3 separate regions of the Mus musculus genome follow, and all the other regions are linked to region 1. Evidence: chromatin contacts called from public promoter capture Hi-C data. All regions are on one chromosome and are shown on one strand. The core of a region is the stretch at or near the end of the contact, and the rest is flanking DNA. Distances in the headings are between cores, read along the strand shown.

Region 1 (4,868 bases), core at 1,678-4,177:
TATGCTTGGTCCAGGGAGTGACACTATTAGGAGAGGAGGCCTTGTTGGAGTAGGTGTGTTACTGTGGGTGTGGGCTTTAAGATCCTCATCCTAGCTCCGTGGAAGGCAGTCTTCTCCTAGCAGACTTCAGATGAAGATGTAGAACTTTCAGCTCCTCCTGCACCATGCCTGCCTGGATGCTGCCATAACACTGCCTTGATGATACTGGACTGAACCTCTGAACCTGTAGGCAGCCCCAATTAAATGTTGTCCTTTATAAGAGTTGCCTTGGTCACGGTGTCTCTCCACGGCAATGGAAACCCTGACCAAGGCAGAAACAATCAGACAACTTTAGGGAGTTGGTTATCGCTTTACACCAAGTGGGTCACGGAGCTTGAACTCAGAGCATCCAGCTTGACAGCAAGCACCTTTACCTGCTGAGCCAGCTCACCAGCCCCCAAAATAATTGCTGTATGGAACAGAGATTTTTTTTGAGGAAGGGGAAACAGACAAGCCTTCTATTTTATTCATTTGATTAAGTTAGTAGTGGATGTTTTGAGACAAATCCTCACTCTGTAGCTAAAGTTTGCCTTGAATTCACTACATAGCCCAAGCTAGTCTCCAACTGACAATAATCCTCCTGCATCAACCTCCCAGCAGTGAATTTAAATGTATGCCATCATGCCCAATATTTTATTGTATTTATTTACAGTGCTGAGCAAGCACTCTACCACTGGCTAAATTCCCAGCTTGAAACAGTTTCTGCATGGTCTGTCAGGTGTGGTAGAGGCACACCCTCAATCCAAGAACTTGGGAGGTAGGAGCAGGAAAATCAAGAGTTCGGGTCTAACTTGGGCTACAGGAAAACCAGTATCCAAATTTTCAGAAAACAAAAAATAAGGACTGGATGGATGCCTTGGTGGCTAAGAGAGGACCTGAGTTCAGTTCTCAGCAGCCATGACAAGGAACTCATGACCATCTGTCATTCCAGATCCCTGGGATCTAATACCTTCTTCTGGCCTTCTAGGGCACACATATTCCCAACACAGACACAACATATACACACAGAGACACAGAAACACAAATAAAAATAAAAACAAATTTTTAGAGTAAATAAAAGTTAGTGTAGCTCAATGGTTAAGAGCATTGGCTGCTCTTCCAGAGGATCTGGGGTAAAATTCCCAGCACTCACAGAGTAGCTCATAATCACCTGTAACTAACTCCAGTTCAAGAGGGTCTGACACTGTCTTCTGAGTGCCCTGGGCACCAAGCATGCTTGTGACACACACATTCATACATACATACATACATGCATACATACATACAGGGAAAACACCTATATACACAAAATTATGGGGTTTTTTTCTATTAAGTTTTTAGTTAAAAGTAAAGAAAAAGAAGGCTGGGAGTACTTGAGTGTTAAGACTGTCTGCCTACTATGTACAAAGCTCTGGGTTCCATCCCCACCACAGCATAAACCAGATGTGGCTCTGTACAGGCAACCGAAATGGAGGCGAAAAGATCAGAAGTTCAAGGTTATCTTCAACTATAGATAGACTTGATGAAGGATAACATGAGATAAACGAGACTCTGTCTCAAAACAAAAGAAAAATAGAGCTATCAGTTATTTATTGAAATTACGTGTGTGCACGCATGTACAAATCAGAGGAACAACCTGCAGGGTTCCATTCTCTCCTTCCAAGGTCCAGAAGATCGAACTCAGGTCAGCAAACTTGGCAGCGTCTTTACCCACTGAGCCATCTCGAAGGCCCAATCTTTAACTACATTAAAAGACATAGTGAGAATTCTGGGTTTCACGCCCTTTAGTGGGTATGAGGCAGCACAATAAGCCCCCATCTGATAGAAGGGAACTGAGAATATGAGATTGACAGGCAGGATTTTCTCCCCGAAGAGTTCCCTGTTCGCCTCGTCAGGTAGACTTGACCCACCACAACGTCAAAGCACTCTGCCAAAGGGCAAAAGCACTAGTCAGTAACTTTAACCTAGAGGATTTCAAAACCTAGTCAGCCATGAAAGGGAGAGGGGCGGGAGGGGCGGGCAGAATATTTGCTAAACAGGTCCCCCATACAGCACTCAAGCCTGGGGTTAGAAACACTAAGGATAACTCTCATTCAGATTCAGTTCCGCTCTCCACCTCACCCCGGTAACCCCCTCCCGCTCCCCCTTACCCCTCCACCCTCCCAGATCCACAGTTACTTCAGCAGCTTTGCACCCATGATCCCGGAGACCCGGGTCCTGGTTCCCGTGCCTGCCTTATCTCTATCCTCCCTCACATTTTCCGCAGCAACAAAGCCAAACACAGTACCGTGGGGGCTTTCACGCTTCTGTGCGTTTGGACACGGTGTTCCTTCTGCCTGGAAGGCCGCGCAGCTCTCCCTCTGAGCGCCCCCCTCCCCCTGCCTGCGTGCTCTCATTCAGCCCCCAGCACCCTTTTCCAAGGAAGCCGGCACCCTTCTCTATCTAACCCAACTCTTCTTTTGCTTTCCTTCCCTGAACGACAATCACCGATTCCTCTAAATCTCTCCTCTGGCAGGATCAGGCCTTTTCCAACGCTGGAGTTGCTTGTTGAGGAAAGGGGTTCTCGATTGACACCCCAAAGAAAGTACCTAATCCTGAGTTTGAGCGATTAAAGAGCATGCATCTAAGCTTAAATCCGCTCCAAATTCCCTATATGTCCCATCGGGTTCCTCTGTGTCCCTGGGGAACCCCGAAATCTTGCATTCCCAGGGCACCGTGGCGCAGCAGCCCAGCCCCCCTGGCTTGACATCAGCAAGCTGGAGTAGTCCGGGGGGTTGGGGGGAGGGCCGCGTAAAAGCGCGCGCGCGGACTACAAATCCCGATTGGCATTGCGTGGCCTCCCGGCTGGCGCCTGCGCATCACGGGCCCGGCGTTTGAGTGGCAAGTTGTTTGTTACAGCGAACACCAGCTGCTGCTGCGCCGGGCGCCGCGCTCAGCCGGGCGCTGTTTGCTTGTCCACCCCGTAGCTTGCTGCACCCCGCAGGTCCTCCCCAGGCCTCCTTTTTTTGCAACTTGCCAAGCTTCCTTTTTCTGGCTCGAGTACGAATCAACCCGGCATCGAGCTCCGGGCCCCCTTCCCTGGGCCGGTTGCCCCACGGCTTGGGGCGCACAGGGGGCGGGGGCCGCGGCTCGTCCCCGTCCCCCCCCCCCCAACTCGGGCCACCGCGGATGATCCGCCGTGGAGGAGCCCTGGGCGGACGATGGAACTGCACATTCTGGAACACCGGCTGCAAGTTGCCAGCGTCGCCAAGGAGAGTATCCCGCTCTTCACCTACGGCCTCATCAAACTTGCCTTCCTGTCTTCCAAGACCAGGTGAGAGAAAGAGAGTAAGGGGCGAGGGGATGGCTGACGGGGGGGGGGGGTGTCGGGGGGGGCTCATGGTACCAGCCCCGGGACAGACAAAGAGGCGCACCCCGGGGGGACGCAGTGCAAAACAACTTCATCCCCCCCTAATCTCTGCCATTCTCCTGCATCGGACAAAGCCACCCCTGTGCTCTCTAGTGGGGGTCCCCTCCACCCAGAAGCCCCCACCCCACTGCGCCTCCAACTGCTGCCACCAACACCCAACACCCCCCCCTCCCGTCTCAGTCCCTTCCCCGAGATCCCGAGTAACCTCCCTAAATGGCCTCTATGATGCATCCGTGAATGAATGAATGAACGAATGAATGAATGAAAAACAGGTGTGGGGATCTGGAGGAGGAAATTTACAAACTAAACACGCCCCATCCCCCCATCCATCCACCACCACCACCACCACCACTACCCTCCTCCCAGTTGGGCCGGCCCCCCTGTAGCCATTGGCAAGCGGGGAGGGATGGCGCTGAGGTCGGTCTACCCCAGAACAGAAATATCATAAAATCATTAGTAGATGTTTATCTCCAGGTGCCTGCGAGGGGAGAAGAGGTGCAGGCAGCGGGGGAGGGGCAGCAGGGCCAGGGTCGCTGATTTCTTTTCTCTTTGGGGGTCCAGCGAAGTGGGGGGGGGGGGGGATTTTGAACCATGGAAGGGGAGGAGCAGACGTGTTGATGGATCTGCCTGGAACCTGGGCTTGGATGTTCCAGGGGGAGAAAAATAGTGGAAGGCCTTGGGAGGTAAGAAGAAAAAGAAGAAAAAAAATATTTTTTTTTAATCTTAGATTTTTTTTTTTTCCCGTTGCTGGATGTGTTTGACTTCATAAACTCCTGTTAGATTAGTCAGACTACCTTTTCTTTTCATTGCCCATTTCCCCTTATGCAGTGGGAATTGGAGCAAGCTACCATTGACTCAAACCCCTTACCATTCACTTACCATTATGATGGGTCTGGTTTGGGGGGAGGGGGGGAGGGGGATTTAAAGCGAGGATGCTCTTACCTCCTTGCCAAAGGAATGGATACGTTATGGGTCAAGATTAAGTTAAATGAACAGCAAACACAGACCCCTCCCTCCTTCCCCTGCCTTGCTGTCTTGTCTCCTACCAGTTGGGCTCAGGGGGAAGGGCCTGTTAAAAGTTCTTGCCTTAGGGATCTGACTTGGACAGGGCTATTTCTGAGCTTGGTCAGGGCTATTGTTTAGCAGATGAAGCCAGCTAGGTAGCTTTGCCAGTGTTTACTTTCTTCTCTGAGAGCTGTCATATCTGCGGGGACCAGAGGTTTGGAGTCCTTACCTCCCTTGTCCGAGGAGCCCCTTGCTCCTTGGATGGCCCCAGGTAAATCATTAAACAGGTCATTTGAAAACAAAGCTAACAGCTCAGGTTCTGAGCACGCTTCCCTCCCCACCCCCCAAGTGCAAGAAGCCCCTCTGTCACCACCTTCTAATCCTGTATCCACTCGCTCGCTCTCTGCCCACTCTCCAGGCAATCCCCAGGACTCAG
Region 2 (4,868 bases), core at 1,341-3,840, 540 kb after region 1:
CAGGAGATCTGTTTTCCAAGGACAGCCAGGACTACCTACATAGTGAGACTGTATCCCAAAAAAAGAAAACAACTTGAAAATTTCAATTCAAAGAGGTGTTAATAAGTAAAGGGACTTTCAGAACATCTTTTTTTTTTTTTTTTTAAAGATTTATTTATTTATTATATGTAAGTACACTGTAGCTGTCTTCAGACACTCCAGAAGAGGGAGTCAGATCTTGTTACAGATGGCTGTGAGCCACCATGTGGTTGCTGGGATTTGAACTCTGGACCTTTGGAAGAACAGTCGGGTGCTCTTACCCACTGAGCCATCTCACCAGCCCTTTTCAGAACATCTTTAAGGGATGCTTAAAGGAGTGTTAAGAATCGCCAGGCTTGGTGGCGCACGAGCACGCCTTTAATCCCAGCACTTGGGAGGCAGAGGCAGGAGGATTTCTGAGTTCAAGGCCAGCTTGGTCTACACAGTGAGTCCCAGGACAGTCAGGGAGGGCTACATAGAGAAACCCTGTATCGAAAAACCAAAAGTTAAGAATCTCAAATTAGCTTTGAGAGATCATCTAGGTAAATGGCTAACATTTTCATCTGCCTATAAGTATTTCAAATAAGTTGCATCTTGAGAGATTTGAATTTTTTTCTAATGTTTTAAAGTTATTCAAGGGTCTCATTTGTGGCATGTGCTAAGTCTAATGACCTTTCCATCATCATCAAAGGTTGGGAAGTTTGTTCAAAGGCGTTTTCTTCCCCTTTGAGATAAGACCTCACTATGTAGTCCAGGCTGTCTGAAACTTGGGTTTCTCCTGCCTCAACCTCTCTACAGTATGAGGATTCGAGTAGGAAAAAAAGAGCCCCTGAGCACATTTACTTCTTTCAAGTAGAGAAAAACAACCCAACCCAAACTGAGCATGCCGGCTCAGGCCTCTAATCCCACCACTGGGAAGGCAGAGGTGGGCTGAATTCACCTGGTCTGCATGGCGTGTTCCAAGTTGGCCAGAATTACATACACACCAAGACTCTATCTTTAAAACAAAAAAAACAACCCAATGGGACGTTAGTACAAATCCCATACCTAGAAAGCCATCCCCAAGGGTATTCATGCTAACATTTCATCCAACACCTATTTTTATTTTTATTAGCAAATAAAATACGTGTGGCTCCACCTTAGCCCCAACTTCCTCCTTCTGAAAGCATGAAGAGTACCCAGTACACTACTGCAACCAAACAAGACTGTGACTCACTCTCAAACCCAGGTATTTAAAGGTGATCATTCTTCACCTAACAAAAGACACTTTGGGGGCAGCCACCTAGGAAACCCAACACCTCAGTACAACTATTGTGATATTCTCCGGGCAAGTCACCTTTGCTGTAAAAAAGGATAAAAGCCAAGTGTGTCCTTGACAAATAAACAAGACGATTAAATTGTCCCATAAAACTCCTATAAGCTTAAAAAAAAAAAAGAAAAAAAAGCAAGTGGCTGATGCTTGTTTATTTCTATTGTTTGGCAGGAGACTGAATCCAAGATATGCTAGACAATCGCTCTGTGACTGAGCCACAACCCCAGCTGGTAACGTGTTATTTAAAAGGGCACAAACTATCCGGGCGCCCGTTTTTTGGAATTATGCACCAGGAGCTATCTATTCATCAGTAAAGGATTTAGGGAGGTGGGAGGAGGACTGGTTTTAAAGTATGTTGTCTTTATCTGACCGGAATCAGAACGAAGCGAAAGCGATTCCCCAGGTCAGGGAAGAAACTGGGAAGAAATCAACAATCTCCGCCAGCAGACACGTAGTATCTGTCAATAAGGCATTCGAAACGCCAGGGAGGCAGAGAGAAAGAGCCACGCACACTCCCCACTACGGTGGATTTGTTTTGGTTCAGGTCCCCGCTCCCTGTCTCCCTCGCTGGATCCGACGGTCCCAGCATCCAGACTCGAATCGGAAGGGAAATCGCCCCTCTCGCTGCCGGCGGGCCTCTCGCAGAAGCGACCCAGGGGCTCCGCCAGGCAGCGGGGACCCTGGAGAGGGGCAGGCCGCTTCCGCCGCCGCCGCCCGCTTCCGCGCTGCATCCCAGCCCGGAGCGCGCTGGGGAGAAAGCTGGACGCGGCGGGCGGGCACTGGTATCCCCGGGAAACCCTCCGGTGTCGCTGTGATCTAACTTTCCGACCGAGGCCCCGCAGGGTGCCGGGTCCGGGGCCGGCGCGGAGCCGAGGGCAGGATGTGCGCCGCGAGCAAGCGAGAGACCCGCAGCCTAACCGTCGCCAGCCGCTCCCGGAGCGCGCCATTTCCAGGCCTCGCCTCGGGCCTGCTCAGGCCGCTTCCCGCCGCCCGTCTCGAGTGAGCGCGGCAAGGCCGCCTCCCCCTTCGAACCTTTCGGCACTCCCCCCGGCCGAGCCGCTGGCCCGCCTGACCGCGCCCCGCTCGCCTCACCCTCTACCGCCGCCGAAGCTGCTGTAGGCCCGATCGTCGTAGGTATCGAAGTCCGCCATTTGCCGTCTCCGCTCCTTGAGGAACCAGCGGGCCAGCGAGGAAGGACCCCGCAATATAACTCCTCCTCCCCCCGCCCGCCCCGCTACCGGGGCTGTCCGCCGCGCTGCCTGATCGCAAGTCGCACGCACGCATGCGCGCGCCGCCGCGCCCGGCCTTGGGCCGACGGGGCCCGCTGCTGGCCCCGGCGCGCTCTGCGGCCCACGTGGTGCGGCGGCCGGCCCCCGGGGCGCCGCGCGCACGCTCTGCCCTCCCAGGCCCATTGTGTGCTAGCTTGCTGCTTTCACGCGTGGTTGCCTCTTACTGTCCTTGCCCCGCCCTGCCCCGTGGTCACCTACCCCTCGGGCGTTGTCTGTCACCCTGCACGCTGCTTTCTCATTGTCACTAGATTCAGTTTGGGTTTTGTGGAGCCCAGGCTGGCCTGGAGCTGGGGCGCTGTAGCTGAGGATGACCTTGAACCCCTAGTTTTGTTTTTTGTTTTTTTGGGTTTGTTTTTTTGTTTTTTGCTCTCTCCCTTTCTCAAGGGCTGGGGTGACAGTGTGCCACTATGTTGGGATCTCTGGTATCACGTTAGATTTATTAAAGTGCCCTAGGTCTGCCCCACTTGGTCCCACTTGGGCACAATTCTTCAGGACAAATGGTCCCTGGGTAAAGCTAAAAGGAAGACAACCTGTTCTAGGTAGAGGTCCCTAGATGACCAAGGGCAGAAGGCTTGTAAGTGAGAATGGTGTGTGTGTGTGTGTGTGTGTGAACAAGACGAAGTGAAATATCTTTGTTTTTGAGACCTGCTACAAACGACGTGGTGGTAAATATCTGTAATCCCTACTCTAGGAAGACTGAGACTGGTCTCCAAAATAAAATAAAATAAATAAAAAACAAAATAAATCTTATAAAGACAAAACAAATTGTATTCTCTGTCTGGGTATTGGGGAGGGGTGGTGAAGATGAGGCTGTTTGTAGTTGAACTGATAAGAGATTAGATATGTTTTATTTTTGCAGGAGTCTGCTCTGAAAAAGAAATTTTAAGGGTGGGCAGGTGGGCTCAGTGAGTGAGGATGTTTGTTACCAAGCTTGACCTGAGTTTGATCCCCAGGACCCACATGGTAGAAGATGAGTCTCTCTCTCTCTTTCTCTCTCTCTCTCTCTCTCTCTCTCTCTCTCTCTCTCTCACACACACACACACACACACACACACACACACATCTAGCGGGAGGACCAGGTACATAGACCCTGTCTCAAAAAAAAAAAAAAAAAAAAAAAAAAAAAAATTCAACCAAGATGGACAGCTCCTAAGAAGTGACTCCTAAATTAGGAAGTGGTAGCAAAGGCCTTTACTCCCCTCATTCTGGAGGCAGAAGCAGGCGGATCTATGAATTTGAGGCCATCCTGCTCTACAGAGTGAGTTCGAGGACAGCCAGGGATACACAGAAAAACCCTGCCTTGAAAAACCAAGAAGAAGGAGAACCTCTGAATTTTACAGCACTTTTTTGTACCCCTGACACACAAAGACACAATGTTTTAAAAAAAACAAAACAAAACTACAGAACAAACCCCAGGGGCAGGAGAGGCTAAGGACACTCATTGTCTAATGTTCCAGGGGCTTCATTTCTATCTCTAGCAACCACATAGCAACTCAAAATTGTAACTCAGCTTCAGGGGCATCTGACAACCTCTTTTAGCCTCCAAGAAGATCAGAGAGTATCAGGTACACGTGAGGTACACAGACATACATGCAGGGAAGATACCCATACATACAAAATAAAATAACCAGCTGGGCCAGGCATGGTGGCGGATGCCTTTAATCCCAGCACTTGGGAGGCAGAGGCCGGCGGATTTCTGAGTTTGAGGCCAGCCTGGTCTACAGAGTGAGTTCCAGGACAGCCAGGACTACACAGAGAAATCCTGTCTCGAAAAATAAACCAAAAACCAAAACAAACAATAATAACCACCAGAAGCCCAGCCAGAAGCCTGGTCTGCACTGCATGAAGTACCGAGGAATGGCCACCTGGTGAGAATGAACGACCCCAGAGCTTTCTGGGGCTTCTGATGGAGACCACAACATTCTTGGATGTGCCCAGGTATAGTATTTACAATTTAAAAGAACCCTGTAGAAATCAGAGGCCTGGGGAAGGGTGGCCTATGGTTATCAATTAGGAGGCTCCAAGGGCAATTGGTTTAGGTTTGAGGCCAGCCTGGACCACAGACTGAGTTTTAGGCAGCCTGGGCTACAGAGGAGGGCTCTGTCTTAACAAACCGAGGTAAATAACGTAATAATTATAAATGCCATGTGTACTTAATTTTCTGCTTATAATTGCTTAGAACATGGGGCAGGGAGGGTAGTGCAGGTGTTTCTCTGCAGGAGTGGATTTTTCTCTTTTTTTCATTTGGA
Region 3 (4,868 bases), core at 1,373-3,872, 520 kb after region 1:
AGGGCAAGGCACTGGGGTTCCATTCCCAGCATGAGGGGGGAAAAGGTGGGGGAGGGGGTGCTGGAGAGATGGCTCAGAGGTCAAGAGCACAGATTGCTCTCCCAGGGGACCTAGATTTGATTCTTTTGACACCCACATGGCAGCTCACAACCATCTATAACTCCAGTTCCCGGGGGACTCCACCCTCTCCCAGCCTTTGTGTGCACCAGGCATGAATGTGGTACACACATGTACATGCAAGGCAAACAATCATTCACATACATTGTGGTTTGGAGACAGGGAGTCACTGTGTAGCTCTGGTGAGTCTGAAACTCACTGTGTAGACCTGGCTGGCCTGGAATTCACAGAGAATGGCCTGCATTTGTCTCCTAGGTGCCGCAATTATAGGCTTGTAGCAGCATGTTCCAACTTACATAAATATTTTAAATTAAAAAAAAAAAGACAGCCGAGTGTTGGTGGCACACGCCTTTAATCCCAGCACTAGCACTTAAGAGGCAGAGGCAGGTGAATTTCTGAGTTCGAGGCCAGCCTGGTCTACAGAGTGAGTTCCAGGACAGCCAGGGCCACACAGAAAAACCCTGTCCTGAAAAACCAAAAACGACAACAACAACAACAAAAAAAACCCATTGCTGGAGGAGGAGGAGGAGAAGGAGGAAGAGAGGGAGGGAGGGAGGGAGGGAGAAAGAGAGAGAGAGAGAGAGCACTTCTTCAATGGTAAGATGCCCACCCCTCACTCACATCCTGTAAGCAAACCTAATGAAACTCATTGGGCCACTACCCTATCCCACTCCCACTGAGAACATAATATATCAGGAGGGGATTAGTTGGGAAGAGAGCAGGGACCAGTGGGAACCGGGAAGGACAAGAGAGGTAATTTGGGGGTGAATATGACCAAGATGCATGTTGTATGGAAGTGTCACAAGCCTCTTAGTATGCATAATGAAAGCATACTGATAAAAAAAGACTGAAAGGGGCCTGGTGAGGTAGCTTGCAGGTGAGAGGTGCTTGCGACCGAGTCTGATGATCTGAATTCATCCCCAGGACCCACACGGTGCTGAGAAGTTATCTCTCAGAAGTTATTCTCTGGCCTACACCGTGCTACATGCACATCCATCCACACATGTGGTAATAAAAGAATGTATTAAAATATTGAAAAAAAAAAGGCAGGTGTGAGTACATGGGGTGCTTCCTGGACAGGGCCTGGGGCTTGCTTCTCAGTTGGGGATCCCTCTGAGCCCAAATGTTTTCTTCCTCCCAAGGAGCAAATGGAGGTTCAGAGAGGCGCATACTGTGCCACAAAGAAACACTGGAAAAGATGGAAACCCAGAGCAGGCCCGGTGAATTCCCTCTATCCTATCTGATGCTCTCTACCCTGAGAGTAGAGGCAGAGGGTGAGGGGAACAGAGGGTAGGGCTGCAGGAGGAATGGCCCAGCAGTCTCAGAAGGCCCCAAGGGGCCAGGCAGGGCTAGCTGTGGGTGTGTGGGGGACCGCCACAGCTCTGTGGCTCCGTGGGCCAAAATAGCTCAAAGGGAAGTGGGCAGTTTTCATATGAGCAAGGCTTGCTTCTGAGGACTGCATCGGAGCTTCTAACCTCAGTGGCCCTTCGTGAGTGATCACTGCGGCAGCTCGTTCTTCGGGGTAAAAAGGCCATGAGGGTCTGTTGGATGAAGTACATGACCCGTCTCACACCAGGGATGGCTTTATTCATGGGGTGCTACTCTGAGGCCTGCAGGCTTAGCTGAATAACATTTCTGTGGTTTGAGCCTTTGCGGCAGGGCCTCACAATGGAGTACTGCCTGGCCTTGAACTTAGGGTCTCCCCACCTCAGCATTCCTAATGCCCTGATGGAGGAGTGTACAGTACCCAGTCTGACCAAATAACTTGGGCCTTCAAATGAGGCGGAGAGAAGACCCTGAAGACACCTACTGGAGGCCAGCGGGCGACTGTTCACGTACATATGTGAGTATGTCTATGTACAGAGGTCTGGCAGGCCTTGTCCCTGGTCAATCTGGGCCACCTGTTCAAAGCCGGAACCAAGGAGCCCACCAACGTTACAAGGATTATCTGTCAGAAAGTACAAGCTGGCTCAGGCCTGGATGGACTTCTGGGGATAGCAACTTCCTCCTGGCTGGAACAGGGCTTGGGCACAGTTCCCCAAAGCATCCAAGTTCCATACACAGGCCTGTGGCATTAGCCAACCCTCAACGGGCGGGAGAATCTCACATCTCTGGCTCTTAGCTGGCCCTCTCCAGTCACTGGTAGTGACAGAACCACCCTAGGGGCTTCTTGGGGGGTCTCAGAGGCTAGGGGTTTGGGAAGCCAATGATAGATAAGTGGGTGCCTGGAGCCCTGCATAGGCTTTCCTTAAGGGCCACAGCACTAGGCCAGGGTGGGAGGTATCAGGTATCTCGGCTTCCGCTCCGTCTATCCCTAAGGGTCTTGTGGGGTGTAGCACAACAGGGGAGCACCCCTGGGAAAGGCTTACCTGAGGGTGAGGGCTCCTCACCATGGCCCCTTCATCTTGTGCCGCACACCTGCCCAAGCTGATGCCAACACCACTGACTCTGGTGAGCAGTGGGCAAGGCAGTTGGCTTCCTGTCACTACTGAATCATCTCCTCTACATCCGCCTCGGCCAGACTACTAGGGTGGTTAATGACAAAGTGGGTGGAGCAGAGACAGAAAAAGATGCAGAGATACAAAGCGAAGTTAAAGCTGGGCATGGTGGTGTGTGCTGTTAAATGCCTGCACTTGGGAAGCAGAAGCAGGCAGAGCTCTGAGTTTGAGGCCAGCCTGGTCTATATAAGCTAGGACAGCTACAGTGAGACCCTGTCTCAAAAAAGACTCCCTGGGTAATGGCACGTTCCACCAAGCTGGACAACTTGGAACCAGAGGAACCAGGGTTCCTATCACCAGGAACCATGAAGTGAGTGTCTAGTTGTCCTCTGATGCATATGTACATACACACAGGCTTATGTGCAGTGTGCATGTGCACACACATGCACATGTATGTGCACACACTCCTGGGGGTGGAGAGGCAATAAAAAAGAAAACAGACATAGGGAAAATGGGAAGTGAGAGATGGGCACAGGCACGGGCAGACTGAAAGCCAAGCACACACAGTACATGCCCACCACAGAGCAAGGTCACATGGAGGAGGGAGGGCTACAGTGATCGACGGGTAGAGAGTCAACCCCAGAGTTCACATGGACACAGACATGGAGAGGACGGAGTTTCGAGGGACATGTACACACTCACGCACGTGCCACAGTCAGACACCAGAGATGGGGACACACACACACAGATGCACAGGTCAGGAGAGGACCAGAAAGACAGAGAGGCAGATATGTAGACGCTGACAACCACAGGTAAGAGGAAGCTAGAATCCTTCCAGCATCCACAGGCATCTGAGAATGGGGATCAGAGAGAGAGATTAGGGCAGTGGAATCCCATAGAACAAATACTAACCGGCAGATAAAAGAGATAAGGGACAGAGGATACAGGGAGAAAGACGGGAATAAAGATGGCAGATGGAACAAAGGACCACTGTGCCAGAGACAGCTGGATAGACAAGCTGCCTCTGTGTGTGGGTGGTGGTAGTGGGTGAATGTAGAGGCCAGAAGTCAGTCTTGGTGTCTTCCACATTTTAGTTTCTTTGAGACCGAGTTTCTGTGTAGCCCTGGCTGTCTTGAGACTCACTCTGTAGAGCAGGCTGGCCTTGAACTCAGATTTATGCAGACTGTGTCATCTACTTTTTAAAAACCAAATTGTCAGCCGGGCGTGGTGGCGCACGCCTTTAATCCCAGCACTCGGGAGGCAGAGGCAAGTGGATTTCTGAGTTAGAGGCCACTATGGTGAGTTCCAGGACAGCTAGGACTATACAGAGAAACCCTGTCTCGAAAAACCAATCCAAACCAACCAAACAAAAAAACCCAAATTGTCTTTATTACATCTATTTCTTTGTACGTTAGTTCTTTTTTGTTTGTTTTGAGACAGGGTTTCTCTCTCTGTGTAGCCCTGGCTGTCCTGGAACTCACTCTGTAGACCAGGCTGGCCTTGAACTCAGAAATCTGCCTGCCTCTGCCTCCCAAGTGCTGGGATTAAAGGCGTGCGCAGGGCTGGTGAGATGGCTCAGTGGGTAAGACCACCTGACTGCTCTTCCAAAGGTCCGGAGTTCAAATCCCAGCAACCACGGTGGCTCACAACCATCGGTAATGAAATCTGACTTCCTATTCTGGAGTGTCTGAAGACAGCTACAGTGTACTTACATATAATAAATAAATAAATATAAAGAGTAAACAGTTAAAAAAAAAAAAAAAAAAGGCGTGCTGGAAACTACCTCTACCACTGAGCCATCTTGCCACCTCCTGGTTGTAATTTTTCTGTGTTTTGGGTTTCACTGTATAGTCCTGGCTGGCCTGGGAACTCACAGATCCTCCTGCTTCTTCCCAAGTGTTGGGACCATACCAAGCTTCCACCTTGACTGTTCCCTTTCACTGGCCAGAGACTCCAGAGACTCACCGAGTTAGTCCAGGCTGGCTGGTCCTGCAAGCTCCAGATAGCCATGTTCCCATGTCCCCAAAGCTAAGAGCACACGTCGTTTGTGCCCAGCTTCATTGAGAGCTGGGGATCCAAGCTCGGGTTCCTCAGGCTTTTGAGAACACTAATAACTGAGCACCCCCTCCACCCCCAGCCAAGGCCATTTCTCAGTTGGGGGTATCACTGCCTGTAGTGGGGAGGAAGGACATAGGCAGGAGGCAATCTGCTGTGAGTTTAGTGCTAGCCTGGGTGTTTCTTCCCCAGTCTGTGCCCCAAGCCTGCTGCTGCCACCCTGTGGTGAAGCAAAGTAGCACAGGCATGGGGACGATC

The links. Promoter capture Hi-C pulls out the DNA fragments that hold promoters and counts their contacts.
Region 2: a promoter capture Hi-C map of pre-B cells shows a contact between it and region 1, with 2.8 times the contacts expected there. The contact joins the promoter of Eif4h here to the promoter of Castor2 in region 1. A contact is called at or near these places in 2 of 39 promoter capture datasets (liver and pre-B cells).
Region 3: a contact with region 1 is called in a promoter capture Hi-C map of pre-B cells. The contact joins the promoter of Lat2 here to the promoter of Castor2 in region 1. A contact is called at or near these places in 1 of 39 promoter capture datasets (pre-B cells) and 1 of 115 datasets of contacts at active chromatin or transcription factors (pancreatic cancer cells).

What each region holds. Positions count from the first base shown.
Region 1 is chr5:134,096,821-134,101,688 of GRCm38.p6, forward strand. It overlaps Castor2 (cytosolic arginine sensor for mTORC1 subunit 2), which reads left to right and starts at 2,928. Exons shown (of 9, transcript NM_030719.3): 1 at 2,928-3,331. The coding sequence starts at 3,219. Gm15627 (predicted gene 15627) reads right to left here and starts at 2,821. Exons shown (of 2, transcript NR_166664.1): 1 at 2,306-2,821; 2 at 1,592-1,945.
Region 2 is chr5:134,636,819-134,641,686 of GRCm38.p6, forward strand. Eif4h (eukaryotic translation initiation factor 4H) reads right to left here and starts at 2,591. Exons shown (of 7, transcript NM_033561.2): 1 at 2,423-2,591. The coding sequence starts at 2,481.
Region 3 is chr5:134,612,403-134,617,270 of GRCm38.p6, forward strand. Lat2 (linker for activation of T cells family, member 2) reads right to left here and starts at 2,623. Exons shown (of 13, transcript NM_020044.3): 1 at 2,487-2,623.